2 separate regions of the Sus scrofa genome follow, and region 2 is linked to region 1. A link is a contact called in public HiChIP or PLAC-seq data. All regions are on one chromosome and are shown on one strand. Each heading gives the region's core, a stretch centred on a gene start, on an enhancer-like site or on the middle of the called end of the contact. The rest is flanking DNA. Distances are from core to core; before and after follow the strand shown. Region 1 holds the start of LOC110259834 (proline-rich protein 36-like). Region 2 holds the start of BRAT1 (BRCA1-associated ATM activator 1).

The links. HiChIP or PLAC-seq counts read pairs in DNA pulled down with a chosen protein or histone mark.
Region 2: an H3K27ac HiChIP or PLAC-seq map of alveolar macrophages shows a contact between it and region 1. The contact joins the promoter of BRAT1 here to the promoter of LOC110259834 in region 1. A contact is called at or near these places in 1 of 5 promoter capture datasets (liver), 2 of 47 Hi-C or Micro-C datasets (embryonic fibroblasts and heart right ventricle) and 1 of 2 datasets of contacts at active chromatin or transcription factors (alveolar macrophages).

Annotation. Positions count from the first base shown.
Region 1 is chr3:1,821,888-1,826,267 of Sscrofa11.1, reverse strand. LOC110259834 (proline-rich protein 36-like) reads left to right here and starts at 1,932. Exons shown (of 2, transcript XM_021086002.1): 1 at 1,932-2,136; 2 at 2,442-4,380.
Region 2 is chr3:1,903,413-1,907,792 of Sscrofa11.1, reverse strand. BRAT1 (BRCA1-associated ATM activator 1) reads right to left here and starts at 2,145. Exons shown (of 14, transcript XM_021086009.1): 1 at 1,913-2,145; 2 at 961-1,103.

The sequences.
Region 1 (4,380 bases), core at 683-3,182:
TTGTTTTGGCTCCCACCCAAGTCTGTGGGCAGGGCGGCCACGTGCCGGGAGCCACTAGGGCCGGGTCGGCCCCGGTGGGCGGGGTCGGCCCCGGTGGGCGGGGTCTCGCGGGAGGGCGGGGCGGGCGGCAGGCGCGCGGAGCGACGGTCTCCGCGGCGTCGTAAAAGCCCGGTGTGCAGCCTGCGCTTGCGCCGAAGAGACCTAACGAGATGCGGCTTGCGGTGCGGAGGGTTCCTTTCTCCAGCCACCAGGAGAGGTGACAGACCTGGCCCAGGAGAGGGGGCAGAGAGGCCAAATGGGAGAATGGGCATCCCCGAGCCCCCACTGCGGTACCTCCTCGTCCTTGCAGGGGTACCTCCACCCCCACCCCCGCGACGGGCCTCCCCGGAGCCCGTATAGGGATCTGCGCTGGAGCCCAGGCCGGCGCTCCCAGGTGTTCCCGTCGGGAAGGGGCTGTGTTGTCCGAGGCCACGGAACCCAGCACATCACCCTAGGGAGGGGGAGGCCTACCACTCACCACCCAGGGAGACCTGAAGGCGGCGAGTTGGAGGAGGCATGTTCTCCCATGCGGGGTGCACAGGTGGGGAGGGGGCTGTGAGTCCCCGCTGAGGACAACCAGGCTCCCGTGGCATTGCAGGGGCACTGGGCACACGCCAGCAGCCTGGCCCAGTGGTTCAGATTTGACTGGCTTCTGAGGAAGGGGGCCCAGGATACGTAAGCTCTGAAGGGGAGACGCTGAGCACCCAGGGGTGGAGACGTTTGGGGCTCTGTGCTGCCGTGGTGCCATGGGGGGAAGAGAGTGAACTGGGGACCTTTGGGCCTAGGAGCCAAAAAAGGCGAGCGAGCCCCAGGCTTGGAATGAGAGCCAGGGGCCAAGAGGCAAAGACCCTGGCCCTCTGAGGCCCCAGCTTCCTGCCTGCATATCAGGGCAGGCACAGTGGCGTCCTGCCTCTCGAGGCTGCCACACTCCTTGGCTAACGGCCCCTTCCTGCATCCTCCTGGCCAGCAACGCAGCACCTTTAGGTCATTTTTGTTCTGACCCTGGCCCTCCTGCCTCCCTCTTTTTTTTAACTGGTTTTTTTGTTTTGTTTTGTTTTGTTTTTTCCGGTCTTTTTTGCCATTTCTTGGGCCACTCCCACGGCATATGGAGGTTCCCAGGCTAGGGGTCGAATCGGAGCTGTAGCCACTGGCCTACGCCAGAGCCACAGCAATGGGGGGATCCGAGCTGTGTCTGCAACCTTCACCACAGCTCACAGCAACGCTAGATCCTTAACCCACTGAGCAAGGGCAGGGATGGAACCCGAAACCTCATGGTTCCCAGTCGGATTCGTTAACCACTGCGCCACGACGGGAACTCCCTGCCTCCCTCTTTAAAGGACCTCTCTGAGCATCGGGCCTACCTAGATCATCCAGGATGTTCTTCCCATCTTGAGAGCCTTAATTTTCTCAGACCTGCAAAATCCTTTTGCCCCCTAAGGCGACAAAGTCATAGATCCCAGGGATTAGCCCTTGGACATCTTTGGGGGCCATTATTCTGCGTACTGTGGGAAGATCTGGAGACTATCTGAGAAAAGCATTCCAGGCAGAGTGAGCAAAGGCCCTGAGGCAGCTACACGCCCAGCATGTCCAAGCAGGGAGGTGAAGGTGACCGGAGCGGAAGCATCAAGGGGAGAGTGGTTAGAAATGAAGCAGCGGGAGTTCCCGTCGTGGCGCAGTGGTTAACGAATCCGACTAGGAACCATGAGGTTGCGGGTTCGATCCCTGCCCTTGCTCAGTGGGTTAACAATCCAGCGTTACCATGAGCTGTGGTGTAGGTTGCAGACGCGGCTCGGATCCTGCGTTGCTGTGGCTCTGGCGTAGGCTGGTGGCTACAGCTCCGATTGGACCCCTAGCCTGGGAACCTCCATATGCCGCGGGAGCGGCCCAAGAAATAGCAAAAAGACAAAAAAAAAAAAAGAAAAAGAAATGAAGCAGCGGGTGGGGACTGCCAAGGGCTTGTAGGCCTTGTAAGGACTTTGACCTTGACTCAGGGTTAGGCCACGGAGGGTCTGAGCAGACTGAAGTGACCTAACACTCACTTTAAAGGATGGCCCTGCCTGCTGAGTCAAGACAGGAGCAAGGGCAGAAGTGATGCAGGTGAGAGCCGAGGGTGGCCCAGGCCAGTGAAAAGGGACTGGGCTTGGGAAAGTGACACCAGCAGGACTTCCTGGCAGACTGCGTGTAGGCAGGGGCTTTGGGTTGAGCAGTTGACGGGGAGGTATTGTCACAAAGACACAGGATTGGGGAAGGTCCAGTGTTGGAGATGTGGAGCCCGAGGTGTTCGTGAAATAACCCAGGGAAGGTTTGGAGATGTATGGTCAGGCCACTCAAGATGGCTGTTCTCTTGCTCTCTCTACATCCGCTGCCCGACCTGTACCTGCTTCACCTGTACCCGCGCTCAGGACTGACCTACCTGCAGACCTGCGCAGGCCCCAGCTGCTGATTGTTTTTATCAGCGGGCTGTGAGGGGCGTGCCTTGCTGGTTTCTCTGCTAACTAGCGCGCTAACCTGAAGTCAATTCCGCCTATGACTGGCAGGCTCCCCTTCCTCTCTGGAGCAGAGCACTGCCACTGCCCTGTCCTGCCCACGCCCGCGGTGGTTCGTCGCTCCAGGACGTTGCTGCAGACATGTAAGCTCCCCCATCCATTAAACCACTGCCGTATGTGTCGCTGACTCCAGGCTTCCTTCAGTCTTGTAGCCAGGCGAGCACAAGGCCTTGTAGGCCTGTGGGGTGCAGCCGACAGGAGAGGTGGCGGGATGAACGCGTCTGGGATTCTGGGAGAGCACTGGGTGGAGACTGTCGGGTGGAGTCTGGCTTGGACCTGTGTTGAAAGCCACAAGCCTGGGTGACATCTCCCAGCGAGTGAGTGTGGACGAGGAGATGGCAGGGCCAAGGACCGGGCTGGGGGCCTCCAATCTGGCATTTAAGAGGTGGAGGGGTGACCAGGGAGGCCAGAGGAAGCCCAGGACAGTGGGTGTCCTGGGAGCTGTGACAGTGTCGTGGGATGAGGGACCCCAGCGGATGCTGCTGATGGCCGGGTTCCACGAGGACTAGGAAATGACCGGCCATTTGGTGACCTGGACGCCTTCAGAGAAGAACAATTCAAACGGGGGCTGGGGTGGCAGGTCTCTGAAGCAGAGAGGAAGTGGGGTGCTGTGGGAGAGCGGGGGTGGGGGGCAGAGATGGTGGGTCTGCCCAGAGGCCCCCGCGACGCTTGGTCTGGCACAGGTGAGACTCACCAGGCGGGGAGGCAGGCCCTCCAGCCGCCCAGGTGTGGGTGGTGAGTGGGCAGCAGGCTGAAAGCAGCAGGTCAGAGACTACAGAAGGTGTGGAGGTGAGAGAGGCCAAGGGAGGTGACGGTGACTTGCAGCGGGTGACCAGACCCTGGGGTTTCAGGCAGCGGGGGGGACAAGCCCTCCAGGGGTAGGGGACCAGGGGCCCAGCGGACTCAGGAAATCGGAGGGAGTGAGCTGGATAACAGCAGGTGCAGGCAGAGTGGCCCTCTGCTGCCACGGGGTGGCCAAGGTTTGGGGAGTGACCATGGAGGGGGCGGGGTCTTGGGGAAGCAGACGCCAGGAGTGTGGCAGGGTCAGGACGCCAAGTCACTAGAGCAGTGTGGGAGTGGCCGTGAGCCAGGAGTCGAGTCAACATCATACCAGGAGGAGGCGCCTGTGGGTACCTGCGTGGAGGGGCGGCAGGTGTGATCCCGTTAAGGGGGGAGGGGGAGAAGGCGGGGCGGGCCAGGGCCCAGGAGGGGCGTCGTCAGCGCGGCAGGACCATCTCCAGGAGGCGCAGGGATGGCAGATGGCCGGCAGGGGGCGCCAGGTCCTTGGCGGACAGAAGATTCCGGGCAGGGCCAGACCTACACTCTCAGAGGACCCATGGGGAGCCCCCAGTGAGCCGGGGCAGCCCCGGAATCTGCATTACCACCAAGTTCCCAGTGACTGCAGGCTGCCCGTCTAAGGCTCTGCTGTGACCACCTCGTTAAAACAGGAAGTGAGTGGTCTCTTGGCCAGCACCTGGGGATTCCACCTGGGTGGGCTGTGGGCAGATGCAGCAGCAGCCAGCCCCACACCCGAGTGGGGGGCCAGGACGGTGGCAGGAGTGGCCTGCAGTGGCCAGCTCAAGCTTGCCTTTTGCCATCACCATACAGCATGCACCAAATGGTGCTGATACCAAAGATTTGTGGTGCGAGCCTTTAAGAGCAAGCAAGGGGCTTCAAAGAGGGCTGGCCTCCCTGCCCACAGCGACTCCCAGGTAGAGACCCTGAGAAAGGCAGATGAGGGTGGGAGACAAACCACCAGGCAGTGCACAAGGGCTGCAGGGGGTCACAGGGCGGT
Region 2 (4,380 bases), core at 896-3,395, 81 kb before region 1:
AACTGCATGGGTCACAGCTGCAGCTCTGATTCAACCCCTAGCCCAGAAGCTTCAATATGCCACAGGTGTAGTGTCAAAAGAAAAAAAAAAAAAAAAAAAGATAATAAATGGGTCAATTCCATGGTATGGAAATTATATCACAAATAAAGCTATTCAGAAATACTTTTTAATCATTAAGAAGTCTACAAATAACAAATGCGGGAGAGGGTGTGGAGAAAAAGGAACCCTCTATCCTGATGGTGGGAATGTAAACTGGTGCAGCCACTATGGAGAACAGTATGGAGGTTCCTTGGGGGTCAAACCCACACCAGAGCAGTGACCCAAGCTGCTGCAGTGACAATGCCAGATCCTTAACCCACTGCACCACAAGAGAACTCCCGTTATTTATAATGATGACACATCAGAAACACAAACATCAAACGATGGTGAACTAATTATAATATTAAGGTCTATTCATAGAGCAAATAACAGTCAATAACACCAGTGCGTCCGTGGGAAAACACGCACTAGGACAGAAGGAGAGAAAGTCTGTATGTATATGGTATGATCTCGTTTTTATAGAAAACTACCTCTTTATGACGTGTCAAGAAAAAGCCTGGATGGAAATAAAAGGGTTCAGAGTGGTTTCATTTTTCTCTTTATTCCTCTGTGCTGCTCAAGTTGTATTTTAAAAATATGTATTGCATAATTAGAAAGAAAAACCGATTTTTAGAACAGAAAAACGCAATGCTAACAACAGAATAAGCTGGTCTGTGTCCTCAGCAGCCACGGAGCACGGCCTGAACAACGGGAGGCCTGCAGCTCAAGCTGTCCCCATCACCCCCTCAAGCTCAGCTTGCCGTTCCCCAAATCCAGGAGGAATCTTCAAGATGTGACAGAATGCCACCAGAGAGACAGAAGAGGGCAGCCCTACCCCCTCTAGCCTCTAGGGAAAGTCAACAGTGGCAGCCTCACCCTCACCTGCTTCAGTTATTGTTTTAAACCAGTCCAGCAGCTTCTCCAAGCAAGTATCATCTGCCACAGGCTGCCGGGGGTCTGCCAGGACGGCGCAGAGAGCCGGGAGGAGCCGGGAGCACTCCGGGTCCATGATGAAGCTGCAGTTCCTGCAAAAGGAAATGTCAGGGCCAGGTCCCACCTGCCCTGGTCACGGGAAGCCCCCAGGCCTCCCCTTTCATCTCAGGCCAGGGGACCGCAATCCTCAGGTGGAAACTCTAAGCTGCCGGGATGGATGAAAAGCCTCAGCTTGGGTAGGATGGGAGATTGTCACGAGCAAGCAGAGCCCTCAATTGTGGAGGCAGAGATGGAAGGGAGTCTGGAGTAAACCATGAGGCCGCAGGAGACGAAAATCGGCCAACCTTAGATTTCGGTGGGAGAAGAGGGTGAGGCTGACCTAGGCTGCAGGTGAGCCAGTGAGGGACGTGGGCACACTCTGGGGCCAGCCACTTGTAGGGGGCAGGCCAGATGGAAGTGTCTGTCTGTCCCTCTCAGGGTCAGTGTGAAAACCCTGCAGCCAGCGGCGTGTGCGGTGGGGAAGGCACTCTGCCCACTGTCCGTTCCTAGCTGGGCGCGGCAAGTGCACCTGCGTGCGCGGCCCGGGAGAGGACTGGGGAGCCCGGCGGGCTGTGGGCAGGGGGGCTCCTGCGGGAGGGTGGGACTCTGCCAGGGTCCGGAGCAGGCCTGCCTGGGCTGGGTGTCCGTCTGTCCACCCCTGCCCAGGCTAAGTCCTTGCGGAAGGCGCCCTCCCTGGGAACGCCGCTGAGGGCGCCAGGCCGGCGGCGGCGGTGGTCACAGACCCCAGGCCAGGCGGCGCACGCGGGCCCTACGGAGCTCCCTGCCCTCGCCCGGGCCCCGAACCGGTTCCCAGCCAAGCCCACTACAGCGACCGCAATCCTCGTCCCGGCGCGCATCTCACCTGCTCGCGCCCCTCAGCCGCCGCAGGCCCCGCCCCGGACCGCGCCACCGGCCGGCCTGGGGGGGACGAGGACGGGGACGGCGGGCGTAGGGATCCGGGGAAGCGCCGCGGAGGCCACGCTGAAAGCCCAGAGCGCCCAGGCTCGGGGAACGAGCTCAGGCTGCGGGGAACCGGACGCCGCCAAACTCGCCGCGCTTGCCCATCACGCCCTCCTGGACGCTCATTGGACGCGCTCGGGCGTCCAGCAGGCTTTGCGCCTGGAAGGCGGAGCTTCCGGCGGAAGGGGCGTGGCCTCGGCAGCCGAGGGCCCACGTGTTTGGGCTGGCAAGGAAAGCAATGCCTCACCTGGCGGTAGGCTGGTGATTTCTCTGTACTGGTCCATGGGGTTTCATTCAGAGGCCAAGGTGCATTGAATGCACCTTGCCCCCTGTACATAGCTTAGCCTAGTTTACCCTACACTCGCTCTGCAGTTGGACAAAATCATCTAACTCGAAGCCTATTTTATGATAAAGCATTGACTATGTCATGTAATTGGTGGAATACTGTATTGAAAGTGAAAAGCAGAGTGGTTGTTGGTACGGAATGGTTGTAAGTGTCCGGTTGTTTACCCTGATGATTGCATGACTGAGGGGGAGCTGCAGTTCCCCGCCTCTGTCCAGCACCAGGAATGTATCCTAGCGCATACCCCCAGCTGGGAAAAGATCAGAATTCAAAATTCGAAGTCCGGTTTCCACCGAATGTATTGCTGTTTTCTCACCAGTGTAAAATCAAAAAGTTATAAGTGGAATCATGAGAATTTGCGTCTGTAATTAAATCAGAGAAAGTAAGTGAATTAATAGATGCAGGAAGGGCTGGGGGTTTGCAGAAACCCAGGAGTGGGAGAGGAGCAAGAGGCACTGGTGCGTGGGTAGCTGAAGTCCTAAAAGCACTCACCTGCCCCACGGACAGTACCGGAGGAAGCAGATGGACGTTATTAAGAAAGTGAGAGGCCTGCTAACAGGGCTTCACAGAGCAAAGGAGCACCAATAAGTGAAGTGGATAATTTCGGAAGAAATAAAAATAATTGCACCAGCAGCAAAGTGTTATCTGGTAGTATCTGGTTTTTGAGGTGTTACTGTGGAAAGTAACATAATGTCTTTTCTATCAAAGGAAACCTTGGTGACTCCATTTTGCTCTGTTTTTGGCTGAAATGCCCTCCTGGGACACCCCTCCTCTTTCCCTCTTCTCCCAGTAACAATTTGTTTCAAATGAGCCAACAGAGAAGAATGTGTGCCCTGACCTGACCAATGGGAAGAGGACAGGTCCACCACCTGCCTAGGGATAAATAGGGAGGGCTTTTCTTCTAAGCCTGTGCTTTTTGAGTCCCAGCGGCCTTCTGCCTTGTCGAGATCGCCCCGTGTTCATGTGTCCCATTTTCTGGCACCAACGATCCAAGCCATTTCCCCAACATTACCATGTACCAGGCACTGTCCTGAATTTTATCTCTAATCTCCTTCAGTGCCAACGAAAGCCCTGAAACTGTCTTCACTTCACAGACACAGAGATGACAGTGAGTCTACTAAACCTGAGCTCCTGACCATTAACCCACTCAATTTACCCTGCGTCCCGGAAAATAGACTTGGACCACTGTGTGGCTCACCCCCTTTGTTGTGGAGATGAGTAAACTGAGGAAAAGAAGATCATAGACTCTTTTTTTTTTTTTTTTTTGCCTTTTTAGGGCCACACCCGTGGCATATGGAGGTTCCCCGGCTAGGGGTCTAATCAGAGCTGTAGCTGCTGGCCTACACCAGAGCCATGTCTGCAACCTACACCACAGCTTACAGCAATGCCGGATCCTTAACCCACTGAGCAAGGCCAGGGATCGAACCCACCACCTCATGGTTCCAAGTCAGATTCGTTAACCACTGAGCCACGACGGGAACTCCAAGGGGGTCATAGACTCTTAATAGGTGGTGGTGCCAGAAGGAGGGCAGTAATAACCTGCCAGACATTCCTCCTGCAGTACCAGGCTCTCCTGTGTGGGGACCATTCATCTGTTCACCACAAAACAGTACTAACTCTGTCACACTGCGCCCTCTCTGGAACCAGCAACTGCACCAAGCTCTTTAGAGGTATTGACTCATTTGAGCCTCACAACAACGCGTTTCTCCACTTTATATGTGAGGCTACAGGTGCAGAGAAGTTACATGACTTGCCAGGCACCAAACACCTATTGATGGACCTCATGCTATGGGTCAGGCCCTATTCTGAGGGATGGAGATACAGCTGTGAACAAAGCCCTGCCCCAGAGAGCTTGCATTCTAGAGGTGGGATGTTCTTTTTAATAATAAAGACCAGGGGCTGGAAAAATAAGGCAGGGGAGGGGGACAGAGTCAATGCTCTTGGAGGCCCGGATGAAGAGAAAGGTCAGATTATACTCGCTAATAACTTAAAGGAACTTTGCAGACCAACGCTCCTAAGATCTTCGT